Linked DNA regions of Drosophila melanogaster: region 1 is linked to region 2. A link is a contact called in public Hi-C data. All regions are on one chromosome and are shown on one strand. The core of a region is the stretch at or near the end of the contact, and the rest is flanking DNA. Distances in the headings are between cores, read along the strand shown.

Region 1 (5,168 bases), core at 1,263-3,762, 350 kb after region 2:
AAAAACAATGCGCCGCGCCAACAACAAAAAGTGTATGACATAATAATCACGAGAGCAGGCCGCGACCGCCGATTAGCAAGTCATGTGATTCGCTTTTATTTACATTTGCGCCTGACGTTGCCGCCGCCTTCCCCCGGCACGTACCCGTAAAAGTATACCAACGTACGCCTACGTCTGCGTGAGTGCGAACGAGAGGGCATCGCACACGACGCGATAACGAATGAAGCCGAGAACAATCCGATCGCTTTGTGGGCCGTAGAGGAGAGCCATGTAGTGCGTTGGGAGAGGTAGAGCATAGTGGGGCACAGTTATTTGCGCGCGCAGCTCGATCGATGGGTTTGGAGCCATGCGAGCGAAAGAAACGGCAATGGCCAAACATCAACGCACCTCCTCGCACACATGCACCCACCATGACTACCCAATATGCACTGCTGGGGGTGTTGGGTGATTTAGGGCTTGTTGTTGGTTTCTTCGTGGAGCTGGTTGTGATGCAGGCTATCGTTATCGATATAAGTACAGTGAAGCGCAGCAAGAACCATATTATTCGCCTGTGATAAATTATTAAATATAAATTTAAATCGCAAAAAATAGTAGAAAACTACAACATTTTACATTAACATTGTTTAGTTAAAAACAACAAAACCGACTCAATATAAATATGTATTTACTTTAATAAATCTGAATTTTTACCAGTTTTTAAAATGTAAGAAAAGAAGAATAATCCTTCTTAACTGCAAGCACCTGAAATAGGAATTTCTTTCAAAAACAGATCAGGTAGCTTTAAGAAGAACCCACTGTGGCTATAACAACAGAGGAACCAAGATAATGCGCCTCCTTTGTTACGTTTTCGAGGCAGCTGCAAACGCATCTTTGTAATCCCCTCAGATTTTGCTTTCACTGCCATTTCACTGTGGATTTGCGTCCTTTCATGTTGGCCAGACTGGCAGATTCTATCGAATAAGGCGGCAAGCGGCGTACGTGACGATGATTAGTGCATGCCGAATTTGTGTGCTGGGTTATCGTCCTCGTTTTACTCTTTGCCAATTTGCGTACGAAGCACGGGTGTAGGAGGAAGAGGAAGTGCAGGTGGTGCAAGAGAGAGGAACATGAGTGCCGGTGGAGGGGGCGGGGCGTATATGTATGTACATACATACATATGTATAGTGTGAAACGCATCATGAGAACGCCTTTTCGCACGTCTCTCTTTGTGTGAATGTATGTGCTTCCGAGTGATTTTGCAGCTGCACCTATTTTCCCCCTTTGTTGTGCGCGCATTTTATCGATACACTAATACCGGGTGTTAGGCAGTTTTGTTGTTAAAAAGATAAACACTTACCTTAGATAATTTCGCGAAGTTTGTTTTGTAGCTTTTGCGGACGACGAACTATTGCCAGCAGAGGCCGTGGCAGCGACGCCGGCAGAGGCGTGAGCTGTACGTGCCGGCAATGTTGTTGTAGTAGCTGATGTTGCTGTTCCTGTAGTTGCTGTTGTTGTTTGGCTATTAATTAGCGCTGCTGCTGCTGCGGACGCTGCGGTCAGCGTGGGCGCTGCCGCTAAATTCGCTGGTGTTGTTGGTGTTGCCGACGGAAAGAAGAGTTTATTCAATAGGGCCATAATAAGACACGATGTCCGCAATCTGTTAATAAACACATCTGGCCAATCGAAATCTCAGAATCGAAGATCGAATATTGAATTTATTTCTGATTTTGTGTGGAAATGGAAATAAAACACAGACACGCACGCACACAAACAAGGGCGCACTTTTCGCTTTCCTTGGAATGAGTGGTTGTTGCTGTTGTTGTTGGCGAAAGAGACGTCTACCGTTACACGCGCGCCTGCCAGAGCGAGATGGCGGATGCTGCACAATCAAAACCAAAACTTTCGCTTTGCACTTTTCTTTCTTGCACTGCTTCTGATCTATCTGATCTCTTCCTGTACACAAACACACACATACGCACTTGCAGTGGAATTTATTTGATTGAGCAAAAATAATATATGGCTATTTTTGTGTTATTTTCGCGAATCGGCTGCGGAAGCGACACAGGTTCTTTACCGTTCCACATCGAAATGAGAACCGAATATCGCTGGCGTCCGCTTTAAAAAGTTTGCAAGAGACGCGTCGCAGTCGTTAAATGTGTGTGAGTGAAAGAGAGGGAGAGCGGCAGCAGCGTTTAAAGAGCACCATCTGTGTTTGTTTGTTTGAGTGTGTGTAAATGGTTTTCTGTCGTTGCTACCAATGCGAGCTTCTTTTGGCCAATACACACTTTTTTGTTGTCATTTATCATTGACTTCCCACTTCCTGCCCACCTATTTCACCGTCTTTCTCTCGGTTCTCAGATCAAAGTCAAGTCACTTATTTTAATTGAACACTTTGCGGCTTTGTTTGCTCTCGCTCGAGGTGTTACACTCCGCTTTTTGGCCTGGCCCAAAGGTTAGTCTTTGGTCTTAACGCTTCGCGCTGACTGTTTGGCCTTTATTTACAATCACAAACACAAACAACACAAGAGCATTTTGCAACGCGAAGTTAGCTGCAGCTGCGCGCCAGTGTGTGCACGCCAAGTGGCAGAAGTATGAAGGCAGTTTTAGGGGATACTTTAAGTGTTGCCCCACCATTTGTCGTGCATTTAACGGAAATTCGAAAATTCTTGTTCTTGTGGTTCGTCAAAAGAAAAAAATGTTATTTCTGAAAACATATTTTAAAAAAACCTATCAGATGATGTTTACAATTCATATATTGTAGTGTCTACAGTTGTACTTTCTACAATTTTGAAAACCTTGCACCTCGAATTTAAACAAAATTTAATTTAAAAAAATTCTGGACGAATTTTTATTTAATTTTAAATTGTTGAACTTTATTTTTGTTGGCTTACATAAACATACTTCAAAATTTTTTAGGCCCACATGCGAAGGAATTGTGGGAAAATGGTTTCGACATGAATAGAATTCACCCTTTTTATAAATTCATACGATCTGGTTAGCGTGTGCTGTCCATCCTCATTCTCATCCTCTATATCCTCCATATCTCATTATTAGCTGTGTTTTACTTAACTTTAACTGGAACCGAGCGAAATTAGAAAAACATTCAAATCTTAAACATTAGCGCTAAATATTCGTTCGCCTAGGAATTCCGTTATTGAAAGGTTTTAAGAGATTTTGATCAAATAGAACATACATATACATATTAACCATATATAAATGTGGCGACTTTGAGTCGCCCTGGAGAAGCTTACGATAGTTACTTTCTCATCTTTTGTTTCTGTGTTTTCTTATGTTTTTAGGATCGTTAAACTGGTTGCTTGCATGCGTGCGTGTTTATGAATATAGTGTGTTTTCGTGTGAAAGTGTGTGAATAAGTCATGATTTTTCTGTATCCCTGTGCGAGAGCTACTGCATCCTCCTAGTCCTTGCAGGTGGACGTGTCCATTGGACTGGCTGGCTGGATAAAGGCCGTGGCCGCCGAGCTGGGCGGATTGGTTGGCGTAAACGCCGACAGTGAGGAGTTGCTGCTGCTGTTAACAAGATTGCCGCTGGACGAGTTGTTCAGGCTGATGTTCATCAAATTGGACGACGACGACGAAGCGCTGGAGTGGCTAGTGAGCTGGGCCAGCAGACCTCCACCTCCACCGCCGGCCAAGAAGGTGGCACTGCCGCCAGCCGAATTTGACGAGCCAAGGCTTAGGCGTTCGCCTCCCAGATTCGAGAGAAAGCCGCCAGCGGCATTCCCAGCTGATACGGACGCGGACGATGAGGAGCTGCCGGTTCCCAAAATGCCCAGCAGTGGGTTGGTTGAGGTCAGCACGTTCGGTGCGGAAGTGTTCAGGCCCAGCATGGGCGTTGGCAGTGCTGGCTTTATGAAGCGTTCGCTGGCACGACGATTCTGAAACGAAGAATTTTTAATTTTACAAATCTGGAAAGCAACATTTCACAATATCGTACTCACCACTAGCTGGCCGCAGGCATAGCAGCGGTTTTGCACCGCCGTGCCCGGACTTAGAGGTCGGCTACTCGAGGGACTGTGGGAGACGGGACTGCTGATGGTGCGTTGACGTTGGGCGCTCACCGCTGAAGCTGCGGCGGCGGCTGCTGCCGTCGCTACAGCGAACGAACCGCCTCCCATCAGGTTCTCGTTGTAGAAGCGTTCCTCGTCCATCTCCAGCGAGGATTCCGATTCGGAGAGGTGCCGGCATAGGGCTTCGCGGCGCTCCACCTCCTGCTTTAGCTTGCGCTGAAGGCGAGCGTTTTCCTCGCGAATCGACTTCTCTTCCTGCGCATACTGCTGTGTTTTGATAGTGGCTTCCTTCTGAGCGCTCGCCAGGTCGGAGCGATAGCGAAGCACTTCGGAGCGCAGAATCTGGATATGAGCACTCAAACTGGTGGCCGTATCGCCACCATTGGCATGGGCGTTGTTTGTGATGTCTCGCGGCGTAGTCGGATCGGAAACCGGCTGATCCAGCTTGATTTGCAGCGAACGCTTCTCGGTCTCCAGCTTGTCCATGCGCTTCCACAGCTTGTTTACAAGAGCTTCCTGTTCCTGCTCAAGCGTGTTCTCCAACTCGACCATTTCGCGGCGCAGCTGCTCGAGATTGGTCTGCTTGTTGTCCGTCTCCGCCTGGAGCTTCTCAATCTTGCGCATAAGCTTGTTGACGAGGCACTCCTGCTCCTGCTCAAGTGTCTGCTCCAGCTTGCACTTCTCCTGACGCAGCTGGTCGAGCTTCCGGGAGAGATCGTTGGTCAGACACTCCTCCTCGCGCTCGTAGTGGTGCGCCAGAGTCTCCTTCTCCTTTTTGAGGGCCTGAATCTTTTTTAGCAGCGTGTTTGAGATGTATTCTTCCTCCTGCTCGGCTTTGGCTTGCTGTGAAAGTAAACAAAGGTAAATTGAGGCAACTTTTGTGAAACTCAATTTCAATTTGATATAACATAAAAGTAGTACTAACAATGATGACTGAGGCTTGCTTGAGGCAGCGATTCTCCTCTTGCACCACTTTGCACTTGGTCTTGAAGGTATCCAGTTCGGCTTTCAGCACCCTAGAAGCGTAGAGTCATATTATTTGTGGTAAAAATGCATTTTAAAAATAGTGTCTGACTTACTTGTTCTGCTGGGTGAGCGATTCGATCCTCTTCTGGAGTTGCTCCCGGGAAACTGGGCTTGGTGGCAGCATGGTGCCACC
Region 2 (4,614 bases), core at 161-2,660:
TACTCAATCTTTCTTCCCTCTCACACCCCTTCAAACACCTTCCCGCTCTTGCTCACTCTGCAAGGGATGTGCAACGCTTTCATGAATGGCGCACGCTTTGTGGTTATCTTCATCTACATTCTTCCGCTTTTCACACTTTTCACACCTCGTGCTGAAGCTTAAATGGATACACAAACAACTTGATACACAAAGAGAAACATTGCTCGTCAATCGGAGGTAAAATCTTGACATTAATAATTAAGTTTAGTTAAATGTGCATGAGTTTTATTTTAAATATTTAATTTAAATGTGAGAATTTTAAGATCCCCAAAATCTCTAGCCGAAAAACTACACTAAAACTACAAATTAAATACATTTGGAGTCTCCGAGTTTGGTTTTTTTTAACATTCTACTTTTATATCTTGAAATCACAATACTAATAGCTGAATCCAGGGACACTCTGAGTCCTGTAAGCTACCCCGTTATTACATCACTTTTCTCACAGTGTTCTGGGAGCACATGAGTGAGGGGGTGGCTGTAACGGAAAGTGTAATTGTGGTAGTTTACAGAGAGCGCCAGTCTGGCGCGCTCTCTCTTCCTCTTTTTCTCTGCCCACGAAAGTCTCGTGCGAATTAAAAGAACTTGAAGGAATGCATAAGCAAACAGCGAAACCCAGCAAAATACAAATGAGACAGGGCAACTTGCCGGTGGGAGGGAAATTAGTTTGAATGCCTAATTGCATGCCAGACACGCGACTAATCATACACACACTCGACGCGCTCACACTTTTACGCACTCTCACTCACTCTCGCACACACAGGTGATTTCGTTTTGCCATAAGCTTCGCTTTGGTTTGATTTGGAAGCTTTTTCTGTTGTTTCTTTTTGAGTAACATATCCGGTTTTTTGCGCGAGCGCTTTCAAAAATTTCTAGTGAAATTTTTTCGATGCTCCTAGCGGTTTTTATGTTTCCGAAAAACAAACTGCCCCTCCTCGCCCTAACTTTGCTCTCACGCAAAAACACGCGATCTTTGCCGAATTTTTTCCATTCGTATTCTGGTTCCTGCTGAATCGATAAAGTTCTCGGTTAAATCAGCAAATGTCTGGGAAATATGTTTTTGCCTCTCCTCTCTTTCGTTCTCTCTCGCAGCATCGGATGAGAAAAAAGGGGCGCAAAATAAGGAGGAAACCAAACCACCGCAAAACATCAACGAGAACACGCACTCACACAGATATCACAGAAAACACGGTTACTATTTTCGAACGCTGATGTCTATGAGGTAATTACATTTGCTCGCCGCCTCTTATCGCAGTATCAATTGGCTGGATCACAACACACACGGCTGGCTGTCACACACTTCTGCCCCAGCGACTCGGTTCAGCAAACTCAAAAAACTATCGAATTTGCCGGCGCAAAGCGAACTGAACGTTTAGCTGGCGGTTCGGCTGCTTTATCGCTATACTTATATATAGGAGATATTTTAGTACCAATCATGGCGCTGGTACTTTTGCCATCGCGGTATTTTTCTGCGGCTCGCGTGCGGTCACATCTAGCTGCGTGCGGGTGGAGCTCTATGCACACTGGTTCCACTCCTATTGGGTACTAGTCAAACTTACTTATGTTGCAAGGAACAGTTAAGCCACTAGTGTCTTTGGTTAAGCGTAGCAAGATGCATTTGTATGCCCAAATTATTAAACAGTATCGCGAGTTATACAGGAATATTTTTGTTTTATGGTTATACCGACATGAATCGTTAAAATGTTTGGGGAGAACGTAAGCTGGTAAAAGTTAAAACGATGATCGATCTTTATTTAACTTTTTGATTTGGTTGAAAGTAACGATTCTTTGTTCGTGTTGCATACGTAGACACAAAACTTAAATACCATATCACTTTACGAGTAATGGGTATTAGGTAAGGACCACAGCTCATTGGTGTGTAACTTGGCTATTAGTTAAGCGATGGTAAAGAACTATGTGGATTCCATCATTTAAATTTAAGACCGACCGTACAAAATATAACGCTCTGATCGATAAACGGCATTTAAGTGGAATAAGCTTTTTTTTTAATTTGAATAAGAAGCGCATATTTTGTAAAAGATCACTATGACTTTTTGCCTTTCAATATGTTTTTTATATTTTAAAATGTTTTAATACGAAGCTTATATATTCTTGTATAAAGAGTAGAATGGTGTATTCCGAATGGGAAACTATTTTGATCAAAAGTAAAACAACTATGGTTTCTTTTCCTTTCCTATGGCAACATCAGATCGCTCAAAGCGTGTGTGCCCTTTGAAGTATGCTACACTTTGTGTTGCATGGGACCCAAATACCCAAACTTTGGGTGCAAAAATATTTAAAACTCATTCTCAAATTGTCTGGGTGTGTTTTGGTTTATTGTAGATGCTATATTCTATTAGAGTTTAGACATTGGTTGAAGGAGTAGTGAGAGCATTCGGTATGAGGATTCTTCCTCTACACCCAATGCAGTTAAATATATTAAAGCGTTGTACCAGCCATTGTGCAACATACGGTTGCCACTACGATCTACGGTCTTACATGGCTACTTATGTAAGTCATATCCTACTAGATCACAGTTGGTGGGGGCCTGAGGACAGCCCTCCCTTAACTTTATTGAGAAGCTCTCCGATCCGCAACGGGATCTGGACTAGAATAGGCCCATGCTGGACACGTTCTCCGAGAGGATCATCTTCTGGACATCGCAGAAGACATCACGGATGCATCGCGTATCCGTGGCGACGGTGAAGTGGTAGTAGCACTCCCTTTCCGAGGTACCCAGATCCACCTGATTCCGTGAGTGTCGCTTGAACGGCTCCTGTGTGATATCCACCAGCTTCTGTTTGATGAACATCTTCGTCCAGTCACTCTCGCCAAAGCAATTGTCCTGCTGCGGCCTCTTGCAGAAGTCCTCGTATTCGGGAAAGTAGTCCACAATGTGCTTGCCGGCCCGAATCTTTCGCTCCATGATGTCGTACTTGTTGAGGAACACGATCAATCCGGCGGAGGCGAGGAAACGATTCTGCCACACGGCTCTGAACAACTTCAGAGCCTCCTGCAAACGATTCTGGCTGGGATCCTCGCGCAGATTCTGATCGAACTCGCTGCACGAGATCAGGAACAATACGGCCTGTATGCCTTCGAATACCTGAATCCACTTATTCCGCTGATCCCTTTGGCCACCCACATCGTACATTTGGAACTGCTGTTCGCCACCACCCATGCTCTTGGGAATGGGTACGCGGAAGGTGATTTGCGAGATGCCGGTGGTGATCTTACGGCTGTGCAGAATGTCCTCGGTGCTGGGTATGTATTCAGCATCGCTGATCCGCACAAAGTTGTCCAGGAAGCTGGGGTAAAAAAAAATTCAAACTTTAGTAAGGTTTTTTTTTGAATAAATGGGAAAGAAATCTGATTTTGAATCAATCCAATTAGATACTTACTATTTCGCACTATCCAGCAGGGGAAACTCATTTGAGCGATCATAGCAGGCGCGAATACCCACATCGTTCCACAAAGTAGTGACGTGGTCGCAGTACTCCTAAAAATACAAAAAAAGTAACCCAAAATTAAGTATTGTTTTCAAGTCAGTGATGGAAAATAACATCAACTCTTCACCGGAAGATTGCAAAAGCCGCTTGGACAGACAAGTACGAAAAGCTAATCCGGTAGTAAAATTGTCTAGCTAACCGTCTAAAAAAATTCTATTTGCTGAATATATGATAAGGATCATAAACGCCAAGATTGTGTCACTTTGCAACTGTCATACGAATGATCAACATCAACATCAAAGTAACAGCACAAAGTCAACTTTAAACTTAAAAATAAAATATAAGAACCTCCAAAAAACATACTCTATTTTGGTCTGATATGATTATTTATTTCCTCAGTTAACTTAAAACTCTGAACGTATTCGAGTCACCTATTCAAACAGTCAGTCATAAAGCAAGGGGAATCCGAACTTCGGTACTTCTTTTGTTTATGCTTGGCATTACTCACTGGCAAAACATAAAACCATGAATGACTGGCATCTAGATCTGGGAAAGGCCCCGCCCACTTGGAGACCTGAACAGCCTTGGTAATCTAATCGTAAGCCATATAATGACCACTGGTTAGAGGTACATAGATAAATTTCGGAAAGATAAAGCAGATTGCGCCACATGAATCACATTCAGAGGCAGCGTTGCAGCTGCGGCAAACTTGAAATAAAAAAAAGGAAAGAGCAAAATAATACAATAAGGCCCGGGCCAGGAAGTCCGATTTACAAAACACTTGTTTTGGAAAGTTTTTAGACATTCCACGCCGCCCAATGGACACGCTATCAATCAAATCGCCGCTACTGATAACACGAATTCGATCGAAAGCCGTTGGAGATTTGACGCAAGTCCGGCGATTGACTTCAAAGTCGTTTGCTCGGATTTTCGACAGCCACAACGAGCATGTATTTCAAACTGCGACACCACGACAACAGACTTTGAAGTGCAGCGAGGGATAAGATACAGATAGTGGGGGCACCACTCCAGGTGCCACTCCGAAACTCACCTCGTTCATATATTCGGGTGCCGATCCGGGCAGAGAGAGGATATAGTCCGCCGATCTTTCGCTGGTACAGCTGCCGAA

Evidence for each region. A called contact is a pair of places that touch in the nucleus more often than the background predicts.
Region 1: a Hi-C map of the Kc167 cell line shows a contact between it and region 2, with 2.0 times the contacts expected there. A contact is called at or near these places in 2 of 107 Hi-C or Micro-C datasets (the Kc167 cell line and the S2 cell line).

The regions. Positions count from the first base shown.
Region 1 is chr3L:17,010,053-17,015,220 of dm6, forward strand. It overlaps CG3764, which reads right to left and starts at 2,513. Exons shown (of 7, transcript NM_001275048.1): 1 at 1,337-2,513. The coding sequence starts at 1,614. It overlaps CG6664, which reads right to left. Exons shown (of 5, transcript NM_168710.3): 2 at 5,089-5,168; 3 at 4,935-5,025; 4 at 3,941-4,852; 5 at 2,834-3,877. The coding sequence ends at 3,398.
Region 2 is chr3L:16,660,205-16,664,818 of dm6, forward strand. It overlaps Baldspot (baldspot,), which reads right to left and starts at 1,411. Exons shown (of 5, transcript NM_140652.4): 1 at 1,267-1,411. Galphaf (G protein alpha subunit f) reads right to left here. Exons shown (of 5, transcript NM_079394.3): 3 at 4,537-4,614; 4 at 3,438-3,535; 5 at 2,353-3,344. The coding sequence ends at 2,645. It also overlaps asRNA:CR46033.